Regions from separate parts of the Mus musculus genome. Here regions 2 and 3 are each linked to region 1. A link is a contact called in public HiChIP or PLAC-seq data. All regions are on one chromosome and are shown on one strand. Each heading gives the region's core, a stretch centred on a gene start, on an enhancer-like site or on the middle of the called end of the contact. The rest is flanking DNA. Distances are from core to core; before and after follow the strand shown.

Region 1 (4,963 bases), core at 725-3,224:
CTTAAAGCTTGGCCACAGCAAAAGCACTCTCATTTCAGATGGGAAGCAAACAGCAGGGACCACCTCTTGGTGACTGTGGTGTGACATGAGACCAGAGGGGAAGGCTTTCCCCCAAGTTGCCTTCTGAAACAGAAGACAAGTGAGAAGCCTTGAGGCTATCCTTAAAGAAGTGTCTGCAGGATGGAGAGATGGAGGGATGGAGAAATGGCTGTTCTTTCAGAGGACCAAGGTTTGATTCCTAGCACCAATGTAACAACCATCTGTAACTTAAGTTCCAGAGGATTCAACACCTTCTTCTGGCCTCCAAGGGCACCAGGCAGGCATGTGGTACACAAAGATATATCCAGGCAAAATACCCATACACACAAAAATATCAAAAAAGGTCAGCGATCTGTAACTGAACTGAACAAGTCTGTGAATCACCAACACAACACAGAAAGCTGGTGACTTAAAAAGCTACAGTAAGCCACCTAAATATAGACGAGAAGGGACACAAATGGGTATAATGGTCTTTACAGGGAGGCATTCTAAACTTGTGACAGCCACATTCATTCGGCACATGTGGCTAAATATAAATATTCTATCATTGCTGCCACAGCCAACCTTCAGCAGTCTGCCTGCTCCAGCTTGGAATTACTAATGCAGACAGGTATTTTGATCCGAGTGTCATTTCCCCAGGTCTAAATGCTAGACAGGGTGATCAGCGGCTCCAAAAGTGATCCAGGTGTGACTGCTATGCGCTCCCACCATGGCGCTGGCTCCCCAGATTCATCTGGGGCAGCCAAAGTGGGTTTTTTGTTTGGTTTCCTTGGGGGTTTGTTTTGTTTTCTTAAACGACAAGAAGTGAAACAGACTAGCTAGCCAACTCTCCTTGCAATGGCTGGTACTTTGAGTCTCCTATTCAGGTGGGCCATTTCCGCTTTGGGAACAAAATGAAGAATGCCTTATTTCTGTAAACAGGATGGAAAAGGTTCAAATTAGGACACCAGTTGCAGAGCACTTCAGCCTATTATCTGTCAGTACTTATGGTCAACCGTGGGTCATTTGTCACAGGAAACCTGGAGTTCTCACTATAAGCAGATGTGTCGGGTTACAGACTTCTGCACCCCTGATTAATAACGACAAAAAAAGTGATGATTCCGTGTCTGAAAACTGTATCAGGCAGGAGGTGGCCCTCACAGATCATATCCACTCAGTCCCTCTCAAGAGGGACGCTGGGTTTGTCTAAGGTACAAGTCAGATCACAGGAACTCATCCCTAGGGCTTATGCAACACGCGGAACAGAAACACAATATTTCGCTGCCGGGGGGGGTCCCCAACAAGCACATAGCTTCTGTTCACCGGTGCCAGGGTTTCTGGTTTGCCGGTGTCTTCTCCCACAGGAATGCCAGGGCTGCCTCAGAGAGCTGTGCTCCCAGAGGTCAGCACGGATCCCCGTCAGGGTCCTCACAGCCCGGAAGCAGGGGCTCCAGAAACACTTGTAGAGCGAACGAAGGTGCGGATGGCTGCTGGCACTGGCGCCCCGCACCTAGCCTTGCTAGGTGCCCCCGACTGACTGCGCCCCGCGGCCTCCCTCGGGCTGGCGCGGCTCCTGGAGAGAGCCTCTGCGTCGCCTTCAATAATTCACAGCCCGGGTCCTCCCGTAACCCCGACACCCCGCGGGGCCCCGCACCTTCTCGCCCTCATCCGGGTTCTTGTCCGGGTGGTACTTGAGCGCCAGCTTCCGATAGGCCTTCTTGATCTCCTCCGGGGACGCGCTGGGCTTCACCCCCAGGATGTCATAGTACTGGGTCTCCTTCACCATCTTGTCTCTGCGGGGTGGGGCGGACGAAGCGGGTCAGCGCGCCCCCGACGCCCCCGGCCCGTGCCCCCGACGCCGGCCTGCGCGTCACCGTCTCGGTCGCGGCCGCTTCCCGGGGCTCCGTCCCGAGCGTGAGCCCGGGACCCAGTTGCGCTCCCGGCACCGCCGCACTCGAGCCGCCGGTACCTCCGCCGCCGGCTTTTATTCGGCGCCGGCGGAAGGTTCCGCCAGGAGGCGTGACGCCACATAGGCCCAGAACGTTCGCGGAGGTTCCGGCGGCTCCGGGGCTCGGTCCTCCGGCCGGGCGCGCGCGCTCACCCGTTCTCTTCTGAAGTCTGCTCCTCTGGCTGGCCGTCCGACTCCCCGGAGCTCCAGTTCTGACTGCCGCCACGGGCCATGTTGGGGTGCTCGGGGGTGGGGGGCTTCGGCGTGGAGGTTTCGGGCTTCGTGGTGGAAGTCGTTCGCTGCCGATTGTCACGCCGCCCCGAGGCCGTCCCCTTGCCCTTGCGTGGGTCCGCGGGGTTGGGTCGCTCTGGGATCCGATGGCCTGCAGGAGGGCCTCGTGTGCGCGAACCCTGGGCAGAGGAGAGCTTGGACTGGGAGGTCAGCGGACGCGCGGACCCCACCCGGCCTCTGCCTCGGGGTGTGGCCCCCTTCTGTTCGGTCACTGCGGGGGTGTGCTCTGGGGTCTGCCTTGGATTGTTGCATTTTGGGGGGTGTTGGAGTGAATGGCTGCCTTCTGTGGTGGCGTCGAGATCCTGCGGTGGCTGGTTCCCCCTAGGCATCTTGAAGGCTGGGTGACCATTAGCCTTTGAAGATGTGAACAGTGGCCTTTAGGTGGCCTGAGTTTGGACACTGGCCTCTCTATTGCCCACAGCTGGAAACCTCATAAGTACCCCAAGGGTGAGGAGTGACGTTTCCCAGCTGTGAGCAGTGATGACGTCTATCACCTGTGAACAGTGACATTATTTCCAAGTCTTTCAAGGATGAGCAGTGATCTCTCTTTTTTTTCAGGAGTGGGAATCCCCACCCCACCCCCACCCCCATACACACACATATCAATGCACAAATGGGCCAAGGCAGAGCCATCGAACCAGTATTGCAGCTCTACCGGGCACTGAAGCCTACAAGACCAGGCGGTCCAATCTTCTACTTCTCTAGGCTGCTTTCAACGGATGCCACGATTAAGACTACTCAAAACATGTGGGTGTGGACTTGCTGCTGCAGCGCTATCAGAATACTGCAGACCCTTCTGGCCTACTTAGGCTTCTCGTGGTGCAACACTTTATCCAGGAGAGGAAGCCACCCTGGCCAGCTCCCTGGAGTCCACTGGCCTGGGTTTTGATCTGGTGGCTGAAGCTCCTCTTTCATGCGCGCAATAGGGATACAAACGACTTAATACCCATGAGAAATTAAGCCAAGCCGCTAGCTTCTTTTCCGGGGAACATGAGAATCCACTTTCTGGATCTTGCTCCTATAGAACAGTCACTTTTGGGCAGATTCAGGACAGGAGGTCAGGAATTTGTGACTCCATTTTCCTGTGTCTTCTCTACACAAATCTCTGCCGTCGGGCTTATTTCTCCACTTCTGGGACATGATCACTGTCAAGTGCCCATCTTTCTCTCAGGACATCTGCAAAGATCAAAGAGAATGATAGCTATAAAGCTCCTGACAAGAACCTGGCTTGCTCACTTAGAAACATTTTTTTTTCTTTTCTTTTTTCCCCCGTTTTGTTGCCTTTGAAACAAGGTCTTGCAACATAGCTTTGACTGCCCTTAAACTTAGGATCCTCCTGCCCCAGGCTCCCAAATGCTGGGATTATAGATGGGAGGCATTGCAGTTAGCTCATCTGAAAACTTCTAAAACTCCAGGCTACACCCCAGTTACTACAGAGCTTCCAGGTAGAGTGCAGGCCCCTGTCAAGTGGGTCTAGTGTTGGAACTAGAGGTAAGAACACAGCACAGCTTCACGGCTCTACCCAGATTCAGTTCTGTGGACCAGTGGCATTGGTAGGAGGGGCATGGGAGAAAGATGGCTCAGGTGTGGTTAGAGCCTAGAAACAGAGTTCTCAGTTTATTGGCTAGTTAAACTTGGGTTCTTAGCCTTCCAAATGTTGTTACAGGTGTGTACTGTTGTGCGTCACCCAGCATAGTATTACTGACTGATGGGTTTTCTGTCTTTCTGTCTTTCTTTCTTTCTTTCTTTTTTTTTTTTTATGGACAAGGTTTCATTCTGCATTCTTGACTGTCCTAGAACTCACTCTATAGACCTTGAACTCACAGAGATCCACATGTCTTAGACTCTCAAGTGCTATATTTAAAGGCTTGAATTTTTAAAGAAAAATCTTTACACCTTAGCTAAACATGGATAAAAAATTCCCTTTACCAACCTTTACACTGTTCCTCTGAGCATTTTCCAGTCTAGGTCTGTAAAAGCTGTATATCTAAGATGACCCTCACCTCCCTTAAAATCCCTACCTGAAATGCTCAGGCCTGCCAAAGAACTGACTGTTCTGGCCCACATCTGGGATTAGGGCCTCTGGCTCCAAGTCTTCTTCAGAGGGTGGACTTGACTGATCGCTGCAGGCTCACAGTGCACATAGTAGCCAGTCTTGTTTACACCAACCACACCTTTAAAATTTCTTCCTCCCAGACCATGTATAAGCCCTTCCTATCCTTCTCCCTCTGCCCTCATGCTTTCTGTAAACATCCAGGTTCTTTTATGCAAGTAGAAGTTGAAATCTCTTCATATGGAACTCTTGGCAAAATTTTTTACTGACCAAAATCTGTCCTCACCAGTTCTATAAGTGTTAGCTTTGTTTCTCTTGTTTTTGTTTGTCTTTCAGTTCCAAGAATAACAATGAACACTCTGATCCTCCTGCTTCCACATCTGTCTTTGACAATGACTTTGATGACTTGATCTGTCTAGAATTTTACCTATGAGGATTTGAGGCTGCACATCTCTTATCAGTTACATGTTTATCTTCATGGTTGCTATCCCTTCCCCAAATCTTTATTGCAGATGGCGTTGGTTTCCCAGTCTCAGTGAACAATGTTTCCTTAGAGATAATAAACATGATAGTACTGACTTGTGAGTATAAAGAGAGCCTGGTGGTACTTAAATGAGTACAATTTTGGGACTGTGGGCCCATTCCACTACTAT
Region 2 (4,963 bases), core at 870-3,369, 720 kb after region 1:
TCCTTCTCCTTCCCCTTCTCCTTCTCCTCCTTCTCCTTCTCCTTCTTCTTCCTCTTCTTCCTCTTCTTCTTCTTTCTTCTTCTTCTTCTTTTCTAAATCCAAAAGTAACTCAAAACCCAGAAGAAAAAAAAGTAAATTTGTGGCTAATGGAAAAATCCATAGACCAGGCAAGGGCCAAGTTAAGTGTCATGATTGTGGAATTTATTCCACGGTTACTAGGAAGACCTGTTAAAAAGAATGTGGTCGGAAGGCCCAGCATTCCTGTAGTCGGTAAACTCACTGAGGATCCCCCACCCACTAGTCATCTGCTAAGTTCTTTAATAAAAAGATGAATGAGATCTAACCCTGGAGGTGCCCACATTATACAGTGTCAAAGTGGTTAGTCATTAGTCATCATGGACACCCATAATCAAACAAGCTTCAGGAGAGCTGGTTCTTAAGCTCAGACAACAACAGGATCGAGCGAAATACTTACACAATCCAGACAGCAGGAAGGTGCAATGAGTCAAATGATATATTTTGGAGAATAACTATTTCTGTAAATACAGATAATACATGAGAAGAGACTCATGAGATTTGGGAATCTCGGTTGACTTTGGCCATTTAACAAATACTGTTCCTCCAATTAGATAATAGATACAATACAACTGCTCTGTCTCCCACAACACACGCCTCCTACTCATTACTTGGGATGGCAAGTTCTTCCTACAAATAATTTGAGATTAGAACAGTTTTAGCTGATGGAATCAAATGAAAGGGGGAAAAAATCAATGGTTTAACAACAGACTAGCAAGGACCCACACATTTTGGTTAGCCTGAGGCCATTATTAATATTATTATCCATTGTTTCAGAGATAAGTCAAGTCTCGGTAGATTCATTTGATGGGTAACACAAAGTCAAAAACAACTTGACCTTTATTCTTGATAATACTCTCCATTTTAGGTATTTGTTGCCTTTCTCTGGTTTTGTGATTGTTATTGGACTCACTATGTAGACCAAGCTGCCCTCAAATTCAGGAAATCCACCTGCCTCTGCTTCCCAAGTGCTGCCGCCATTCTGGCTTGCCTGTCGTTTTCAACAGATTGTAAATTCTCTGAGGAGAAAAACCTGTCTGTCTTATTTGTTGTTGTTTTCTCAGCACATTGTTCCGTGCCTGCACAAAACAGTTGGCTTGGTTGTTTGACCTTCTTATACAGCAGTAACCAACTCTACTATGTGACAGCAGCGTGTCCAGATGATCTCTGACAGCCAGGCATTAACTTGTATTGCAGCCACGTTTCAGAGAAGGTAACATTGATCACAGAGAGTGAGTAGGTCGTCATGAAGGGGAACGGAAAGGGTAAGGTAAACCAGAAGATCGGAACACCACGAGCAAAATCAAAGCCTTTTGAAGAAGTCAGTTTCCCTGTGTTGTTCGGAAACTCTTATCTATGAAGACGTTCTACATAAAACCGAAAATAGGACTGAGGAAGGGTGTGGGTGTTCGGGAGTTCAGCCATTCCACTGCAAGAAGGCAGTGTTCCCCCCAAATAATTGCAGACCAGGATATCTATAATTTATCCCATTATACTTAAACTTGTAATGAGCTGTTGTTTATGAAACCCTCGATGAAACACAGGCCTGGGCCAGGGAAGACCCACCGGGGCTCTCAGTTACACCTAATTAAAGAACTGGCTCTTTGACAACTTCACCTGACCTGTCCAAGAATCAAGAGAGGAAGGGGATGCCTGGGGGGAGTCAGAACACACAGGAAAGCAAGTGAGGGTTGGGTATCTGAATTGGGAGGAGGTAAAAAAACAAATAAACTAAAAACAAACTTTGCCTTCTGGATAATCCACCTCAGAGGAACTGGAGAACATTCCTTGCCCTAGATTCTTCAGGAATCCCACTGACAGGTCTTCCCAGGTTCACAACCCTGGACTTCTTTAGGGGTGGTCGACTCTGACTCCTGCACAGTTAAACTAGGCCACTGCGGCCAAGTGCGCAGTTTTAACCCTTTCTTCCCACATTCTGGCGCGGGGGCCTGAGCTCACTCCTCCCCGCCGCGCCCGCGCCCCGGGGTTCCGCGACTGAGCATGCTCAGTAGCCGCCAGCGTCTTGCTCCCAGGGAAACCTCTGCACGCCCTCCCCAGCTGCTCTCGGTCGCCTCCTCTCTGCCCGCTGCCCAGGGTGCAACCCGGCTTGCAGGGCTCCACGCGACCCAGATTCCCGCCCCGCCCCCGCCCCTCCCGCGCCCGCAGCCAGTGCGGCAGCCGCGGCCGCCTCTGTCCAGCATCCGCTCGGGGACCAGCCGCGGCGATCACGGTCGCTAGTGCGTAGCAGGAGCGAAGGCGGAGATGGAGACCACACTGTTGCGATCCCAGAGCTGCTGAGCCCACCACTGTCTCTGCTCCGGTGAGTCGCGACCCTAGAGGAGCCAAGGGTGAATGCCCTTGGAAAAAAGAGAGGTGGCAGCTGACCTGTGTGTGTAGGGTACAAAATAAATGGGGACAGTGAGGGGACGTGAATGAAAGTGCGCACTACCTGGGTGCCGGAGCGCCCGAGTCACCCAAGACTAAATCCTCTTTCTCATCGTGAGCCGGGAAATAACAACCCGCGGCGCTGCGGGTCAGCGCTGGAAGCTGTTTGCGTCCCTGGGGCGCAGGTCGCCTAGCGACTGAACGCCACTGCTGGTGCTTAGGGAGGAATCCCAAGCGGGAACAAAGAGCGGCCTGGCTGGGGCAAGTGGAGGGTCCTGGCCCCTAAGGAGCCCTCTGTCCTGCCGGTCAGGCCCCGGGGCGGTGCCAGGCGGCAGAGTGGCAGAGCTGTAAACCAGAGGTCTCTGAGCCTCCACCCTGAGCCAGGTCTGCAGGGCTGGCGAGCGCACCTCCTTCTACTCCAGGAAACTCCACTCTTGGAGCATCTCCTGGGCAGGTGCAATTGAACAGGCGGGCGGAGAGCAGCCGTGAGGAGCTGTTAAAACAGGAACAGTGGAGCGAGGTGTGCTGTTTTTCCTAGTGCCTTTATTTCCAAGTGTGGGCACCAACTGCTCCCCCTCGTCGTGTTTCTGCTCAACCTCTAAGTGGCGAGTCCGGTAACAGACCTTATGAATATTTCAGAAACGACCTCACAGACTCGCTCGCTTCAGATCAAGTTTAATGAATATGTGTGTAAGCCTTTCTGCCCCGCACAAACAGATGGAAGCCCAGGCCACTGCTTGGAGCTCTCCAAATTTCATCTCTTTCTTCCCCACCAACAGAGAAAAAGACGTCGCAAATCCCCGCAAGCCTTAGACTGGTGTCATAAATTGGGGCTGTCATTTGGAGAGACCGATTTTAGGCAGCCACCCAGGCTTTGTTCTGCATCTCAGCAGTGTGTGCATGTTGTGTCGGTCGCTTGACAACCGTCCTTAACTGCTATTGCCAATATGGTGGAAAGCAGGTAGTAGCATGCCTACATTGGAATAAACGTCATAGTTCCTTGTTGTCTTATGACAACACGGAGTAACAACAGTCTTGGTCATTCTCTCCCTAGAAGTTTCATTTGAGATCAATCTGGTTGAAATTTTGCCAAAGGCACACATTTTTGTTTTTCCTCACCCTTAGGAGATATTTCTTCTTACCCTCTCTTATGGGAAAAGATGAGTGCTTTCTCTGTAAGACATTGAGGTTAAAAACAGCAAAATAATGTTTTATTTCAGGGCACTTTTTGGATTGTAGCAGACTTACGCTTTGAACTACGTAACTCGTGTTGCGCCATCACAATTAACCAGTAAACTGACACACTGCCTAGTTGTCAGTATCCTAAGGTGGATTTACAGACAGTCAGCTCCCCCGGCCCAACCCCAGGTGTGTGGGAGACACATAGGTAATCTTGACCCATCTATAAGGAATTCTTTTGTTGGCCAAGAACTCAAGCCTTCTTGTGAAGAATAAGAGAGACAGTAATTCTCTCTTGCAAGTCTGCACACACAAGGAGGAGGCGGAGGGGCTTCAGTTTGCATACTTAGGCTTCATATTTAGGAAAGGTCCTTCCTACAGAGACCTACCGCAGTTACATCACAGGCTCCACCTCCGCCTGCCAGGCTGCTTCTCCCAGTCGGAGGTCAGTGTGTGTTGCTGTGTTCAATTAATGAAGATTTAAAAAAAAAACTGAAATGAAAATTTGCTCCTTTTCTCTATTGTGTCTTGCTGATTCAACTAAAACATATATGAATGCTAGCTTTCCAAGAGATTTTGACACCAGCGTCACATGTCTGTGCTATTGTGCTGAAAAATCATTGATAGGTGGTATTATAAAGGAATTCCATTTCTATAGAATTAACAAAATAAGGGAACTATTATGTAACAGGCAACATCTCCTAGAGCAAGTCACCAAACCGCTCAGAAATAAACCCAGCTGCGTTCACAGATGTAAAAATCTGGCTAATTGGGAAGTTTGCAGAGCTCAGACACAACTCCCAGGTGTGTCAATGAAGCTGACCCCACATCCTCCAAGGTTTTTTTTTTTTTTTAATCATTTTTAGAGTTGTTGGATTTAGCAAATAAAAATTTAGGTTGCTTCACTAAATTTTAATTTCAAATCAGCAGCAGATACTGTTTGAATTTAAATATGTCACTATGATACTTGGAATTATACTTTTAAAATTATTAGTTGTTTCTCTGAAATTTAGTTTGGATTGGGAAGACTTTTTTTTCTTCTGGAAACCCTATAATGAAAACATTTCTTTCCTCCCTTTTTGGGTCACTTATGGGTTGAAAAAACAAAGTGGAGCAGAAGTCATATGCTGTTCTGCAGACAATCTGGGGCAAGCTCAGCTCTTGAGCTATAGAGAGTAACTCATGCCTGAAAGTGGGGATTCTCTGTTCTGCACATATTTGCCAAATACTTCTTGTTAGGTTCTGTGGGAATTGCCAAGAATCCAAAGATGAGAAGAAACAGGGACTAGGGATGGATTTACATCAACTTATGTAGGAGTTGCTT
Region 3 (4,963 bases), core at 699-3,198, 630 kb after region 1:
CTTGTATCCAATTTTGCATCCTCTTTTGCCTTTTATTTTTAAAAATTAGGGTTTTATTTTTAAAAATTAGGGTTTTATTTTTATCTATTTGTTTCTAAATGAGATCCATTAGACCAAAGGACTTATTTTCCCCCCTTATCAAACATTAGCAACGTACTATCGTTGGGCAGTTGCTTCCACACTCGCTACTTTTACTCTTTCACAGGGGACTGTGAAGGAGATGCTAACGCAGGAGGGGACAGAGAGGTTGGGCCATTTCCCCCCAAATACACATTTTATATAGGGGTTTTTCTTTTCTTTTTTCTTTTGCATAGATAAAACTTTTATCACCAAAGCCAATGAGTTTGAGTTTGGTCTTCCAGGAAACTTTCTCCTAGAACGTAAAGTAGAGTTTTAATAGTGTTCTGTGAGGTCTACATCTATGGACTGCCGCAATAAATAGTAGTTGCCCACTCTGGGCAGCCTTGATGTCAGTCCTCCCTCATAAACACACGACCTGAGACCCAGATTCTGGCCATGTGAAATGGGGTCAACAATAGGTTGAATCTATACAATAGCCAAATTTCAACAGTTTCCAATCTTCAAACTACAATTTCAAATGGTTCAACCTAACGCATCTCTGGGTGTTAGTTCAGACAAAATGAGTGCTCAGAGGATACACTGGGAATCTAGCACCTTTAAGTGGGCGTTCTCTTCCTGATTAATTTTCTCTCCGGTCAATAGTTTGCAATTGCTGTAGGAAGTTTATAGTAATGAGAAGCAGGCTTGCGGCTTCGTGAATTTCAAAGCCTATAATAGAGGAATACATGAAAGCTCATGGATACTCAGAAACCAACAGTGACCACTTTCCCATTAGGTGTTTCTCCTTCCTGCCTTGGCCGCTTGATTAGTTAATAAATTGCTTTTGTGAAAAAGAAAGTGAAAGGGGATGTTGAGAGCCTTTGTACTTTGCCTTTAACCCCATCAGCAAGAAACGGTTCCTCTCCAGCTCTCAGGCCAGAGGAGGCCATCAGGTGTCCAACATTCTTCACTCCCTTCACATAGGATCTCTCATTGAACCTGGAGCTAGGCTGACATCCAGTAAGTCCCAGAAATCCTCCTGTAGCTGCCCTCCACGGGGCTTACAGGCACCTGTAGGGGCCATGCAGGGCTTTTTAATTCAGTTCCCCCACGCTGGAACACCAAGCGTTCTTACCCACTAGGCCATCTCCCCAGAAAAGAAAACGTTCTAAAAATCAATTCATGCCTCTTGAGCTGGAGGCAAAACTTGGCTTGGCAGCTTGATTGGCAGGGCGGGTCCAGCCTTCCAGGCCAAATCAGGCTGGGCGCTCACCCAGCTCTCAGAACCAGCTCCACAAGCCACGCCCACAGCGAGAGGAGTCTGAACTGCGGGAGTTATCTCTACCTGACTAGTTGTTTATTTCCTCACCAGGCGACAGGCTGGCTGCTTGTTCCTTCACAGGGGAGCCGGCATTATACTTCCCACAAAATTCCTGCAAGACTGTTCGCTCCCCTCCCAACACGAGGTAACAGACACACAGATTTTCCTCAAAAAGGATCCAAGTGGTGAAGTGGAACTAAAACTCGTGCAGCCTCACAACCTTAAACCTAACAATACACCTTTTTCAGTGGGCAGAGAGGTGCATTTGTACTTAAACAATCTTGCAAACTTTGCCACACCCAAAGAAGGAGCGTCCTGGCTCCCCCCCACCAGCTCACCAGGCTCCCAGACCAGGGCTCTGGGTGTAGAGGAACCTGGGCTATTTAATCCCAGCCAGGAGCACTGGACACTCCTCCTCTCCTTCCCTACACCCTACTCGCCACCAGCACCCCCTCACTCCCCCCCCCCCTCCCCGCACCCGGACTCTACCCTCGCGTGCAGGCACTGGCGGGCGGCGGGCGGGCCACTGGAGCAGGCTTGGCCTCTTCGGAGCCGCCCCCTGGCCCTAGTGTCTGGCCACACACTGCCCACTCTGCACCGCCCGGGCTCCAGACTCTTTGCAGCCCATACCGTGTGTGCCGCGTCCACCCGAGCCAGGAGCGCCCCGCAGGCGGGCGGTGGTGGATGCGCGGGCGGCAGCCCACAGTATGGATTCAGATTCTGGAGAGCAGAGCGAGGGCGAGCCCGGGACTGCTGCAGGTAGCGAGGGGGCAACCCTGCCGGGAGGGCTGGGGTTAAAGAGGAGGGGAGGCCAGTGCAGGAAATCGAGAGTATTTCTTGGAGCGGTGGGGCAGAAGGCCGGTCCCCAGCAGCCCGAACCCTTCCATGCTGAGACTGGGGACTGGTTTGAGGCGTCCTCCCACACCACTGCACTTAGGTGTGTCGGAGAGACAGGAGGGACATTTTGCCCGTGGATCGATCGAAAAGTGGCAGGGTCTCCAGCGGAAGCCTTGGGGCGCACTGCAAGGTGGGGGTGGGGGGAAAGGAGGGCTTGAGATATCTGTGCCTTGTAATTTGCAGTGGAAACCGAACTGAAGTAACTTCCCATGTGCTGCTTAGTCTGCCATCCTGGGGCGGTGAGACCACGCTTCAGAGTCGGTGGAAAGAAAAGACTCCTGGGTAGATCAGGGCTCCTGCCTGGGCTAATGTCTGAGGTTCCGAGACTGCTGGGCAAGCGGGTGCAGAAGTGCTAATCCATTCCTGTGGCGTGGCTAGCGGGAGGTGGACCCCCAGGAGCGGCCCCAAAGTGACCCGCAGAGCTGCCGGCCTTCCCCTTTAAAAGGTGCCACCGGCTTTCCATCCATAATCAATAGGAATGCAAGCAATAGGATAGGAGGATGCTTATTTAGAGAAATGAATGTCCTTTTCTGTATCTCCTCAGTACTGAGCAACAGGAGGAAGCTGCCCACAACCCAAGGTCTATTTTCCTCCATACTCACCCAACCTCCACCTGCAGGCTTCGCCCTTCAGGCCCCTCCCTGGAGTGCAGGGTCCAGGACCACTCACTTTCTACCTACAGTCATCCTTCTGTGCACCCAGCACGCCTTGAAAGTTTGCTTGCCATACAGACCAGGCCATGACTGTCTGTTGGGAGTCTCCTAGCACAAACCTGTACACAGTCAGGTCCTCACACTTCCCAAGGGTACACCTGAGTGCCAAGAGTGGAGACCAGTTCGGGAAGGTCTACTAGACCGGGTGCTGGTATAGGGAACGTGTGTTCAAGAATCAGGGTAAGATAGCATCTAGCCAAATGTTTTTGGGTTTTGTTTATACCTTTTTTTTTTTTAATCTCCATTTTGCAGAGGTCCAGATTCTCTGCTTTGGGCCCTGGGTCAAACCTCTCCCAGCTCCAGGTGGCTTTGGTCTTCACTTAGAGTAGGTAGGCTCCCTGGGCTAAGGTAGGCGGCAAGGGAGGTATCTGCATGTGAGGATTCCAAAAGCTGTGCAAGGGACTCCTGCTTGGTGTAGTGTATGGGTGTGGATGCTATTCCTAAGCACGAACCCTTTGCATGCCTATGTGTTTCTGTGACTGTAAGGCACCAAGATTTCACTTCATAGGTGGCTTTTGGATCTTCTTTAATCATGTGATTCAATAGGTGTCTCTAGTAGGTAGGAGTGTGTTTCCAAGTATATCACCAAAGGTTGGGGAAGAGGGGCATCAGAAACATTGTCACTGACACTTTAGAAATCTCAGTTACAGTGTCACAGCCTACCGACTTATTCTGTAGGTGGAAGCTAGGAAATTGAGGAATAAGAGAGGAAGGTAATGAGATTCCTTAAAGGGAGATGGGAGCAGGAAAAACTCCAGGGTTCTTAGTATTGAGAGGGACGAGGAGAAAAGGAATACATACATATACATCCTAGTGTGCCCACTCCTCCAGCCTGCTTCAGCTCTGAATGTCACTGCCTGTCCAAGTGATTGACAGTCTGTGTGAGCCGCACAGCTCACAGCACACCTTGTCACTGGGGTCAGATGCGCCTGGAAGAGCAGGGCAGCTAGCTTTCACAAGCTGTCTCATTTGTTTGCACCTTACTGTTGTCTGCAGTCATTCCTTCTTTTCTGTGTGCTTGAGTCTCACGACTTGAACATTTATTTTAATGTCATGAGCCATTATGCTAAATGGCATTTAGTCTCACTCATTATTTTCAGTCTGAAAGTGTTCCCCTTAGTGACGAAGCTTCAGAATTAGCGCTGTCTCTCCATCTTGCTCTGCTTGCATCCTGTCAAACGGAAGCTGTTGTTGCAGATTCAGAGACAATTTAGAAGGCAGACATTTATCCATAGAGCTGTCATTTGTCTTTTACAAGAAACTCATATTCTTCTGTGGACCTGTACCTCCTCCAGGTGAAGGAGTCTCTAAGGGAGAAAGGCAACAGAGTAAACTCCTCAGCAGGCACACTCACTTACTTTGTAACAAGTTGTACACAGACTGAATCTTTAAGATAAGGTTAAGAAAATAAACTCTAGGATTAGGAAGACCTTAGCATCTCACTCAGGGCCAGGTAACTTCACTTCCTAACCATAGCACTACTGTGATCAAGTAAATAACACCTGAAATGTATTCTTGGTCATTTCAGTAAATGGACACTGTTATTCATCACATGAAATCTCTAGAAATATAACCTAGGTTATATTTAGGAATCCTACTAAATAATGGGTCCTAGTGCTTGTAGAGTAAAAATTGCAAGGCCTGTATAAGAAGTCATATATTTGTCATGATTACACTGATTAGCTGGTGAGATTTTTCTATTGTCTCCCTTTCGATACCTGGGAATGCTCCGAGTGAGTCTTGGTTTACATCTCTTCTCAACTGCATTGAAATTTAACCTCATCAAGATGGGGGGTCTCCTGCTTCCCCCATTCGTTCTGGGGACTCTAGGAGAGTTATGAAAGACACAGGACACCTCCGCCAGTCCTCCTGCTAATGTGGCAATGGCAGCTCCCATGTGGAGTGCTACTCCAATTGGAAAAGAAGTGGCAGTCTCCTCCCACTGCTCTAGCTCCTAAACCTCTTCCCACCA

The links. HiChIP or PLAC-seq counts read pairs in DNA pulled down with a chosen protein or histone mark.
Region 2: an H3K4me3 HiChIP or PLAC-seq map of embryonic stem cells shows a contact between it and region 1, with 4 times the contacts expected there. The contact joins the promoter of Elmod1 here to the promoter of Dnaja4 in region 1. A contact is called at or near these places in 4 of 39 promoter capture datasets (embryonic stem cells, frontonasal cranial neural crest, pre-B cells and 1 more), 2 of 484 Hi-C or Micro-C datasets (embryonic stem cells and epidermal suprabasal cells) and 2 of 115 datasets of contacts at active chromatin or transcription factors (embryonic stem cells and forebrain).
Region 3: a contact with region 1 is called in an H3K4me3 HiChIP or PLAC-seq map of embryonic stem cells, with 3 times the contacts expected there. The contact joins the promoter of Tnfaip8l3 here to the promoter of Dnaja4 in region 1. A contact is called at or near these places in 3 of 39 promoter capture datasets (liver, pre-B cells and stem cell-derived epiblast-like cells) and 1 of 115 datasets of contacts at active chromatin or transcription factors (embryonic stem cells).

The regions. Positions count from the first base shown.
Region 1 is chr9:54,696,570-54,701,532 of GRCm38.p6, reverse strand. Dnaja4 (DnaJ heat shock protein family (Hsp40) member A4) reads right to left here and starts at 1,974. Exons shown (of 7, transcript NM_021422.4): 1 at 1,673-1,974. The coding sequence starts at 1,804. It overlaps Gm46113 (a long non-coding RNA gene), which reads left to right and starts at 2,813. Exons shown (of 2, transcript XR_001779175.2): 1 at 2,813-3,748; 2 at 4,647-4,888.
Region 2 is chr9:53,972,457-53,977,419 of GRCm38.p6, reverse strand. Elmod1 (ELMO/CED-12 domain containing 1) reads left to right here and starts at 2,119. Exons shown (of 11, transcript NM_177769.4): 1 at 2,119-2,395.
Region 3 is chr9:54,065,396-54,070,358 of GRCm38.p6, reverse strand. It overlaps Tnfaip8l3 (tumor necrosis factor, alpha-induced protein 8-like 3), which reads left to right and starts at 1,948. Exons shown (of 2, transcript NM_001033535.3): 1 at 1,948-2,140. The coding sequence starts at 2,089.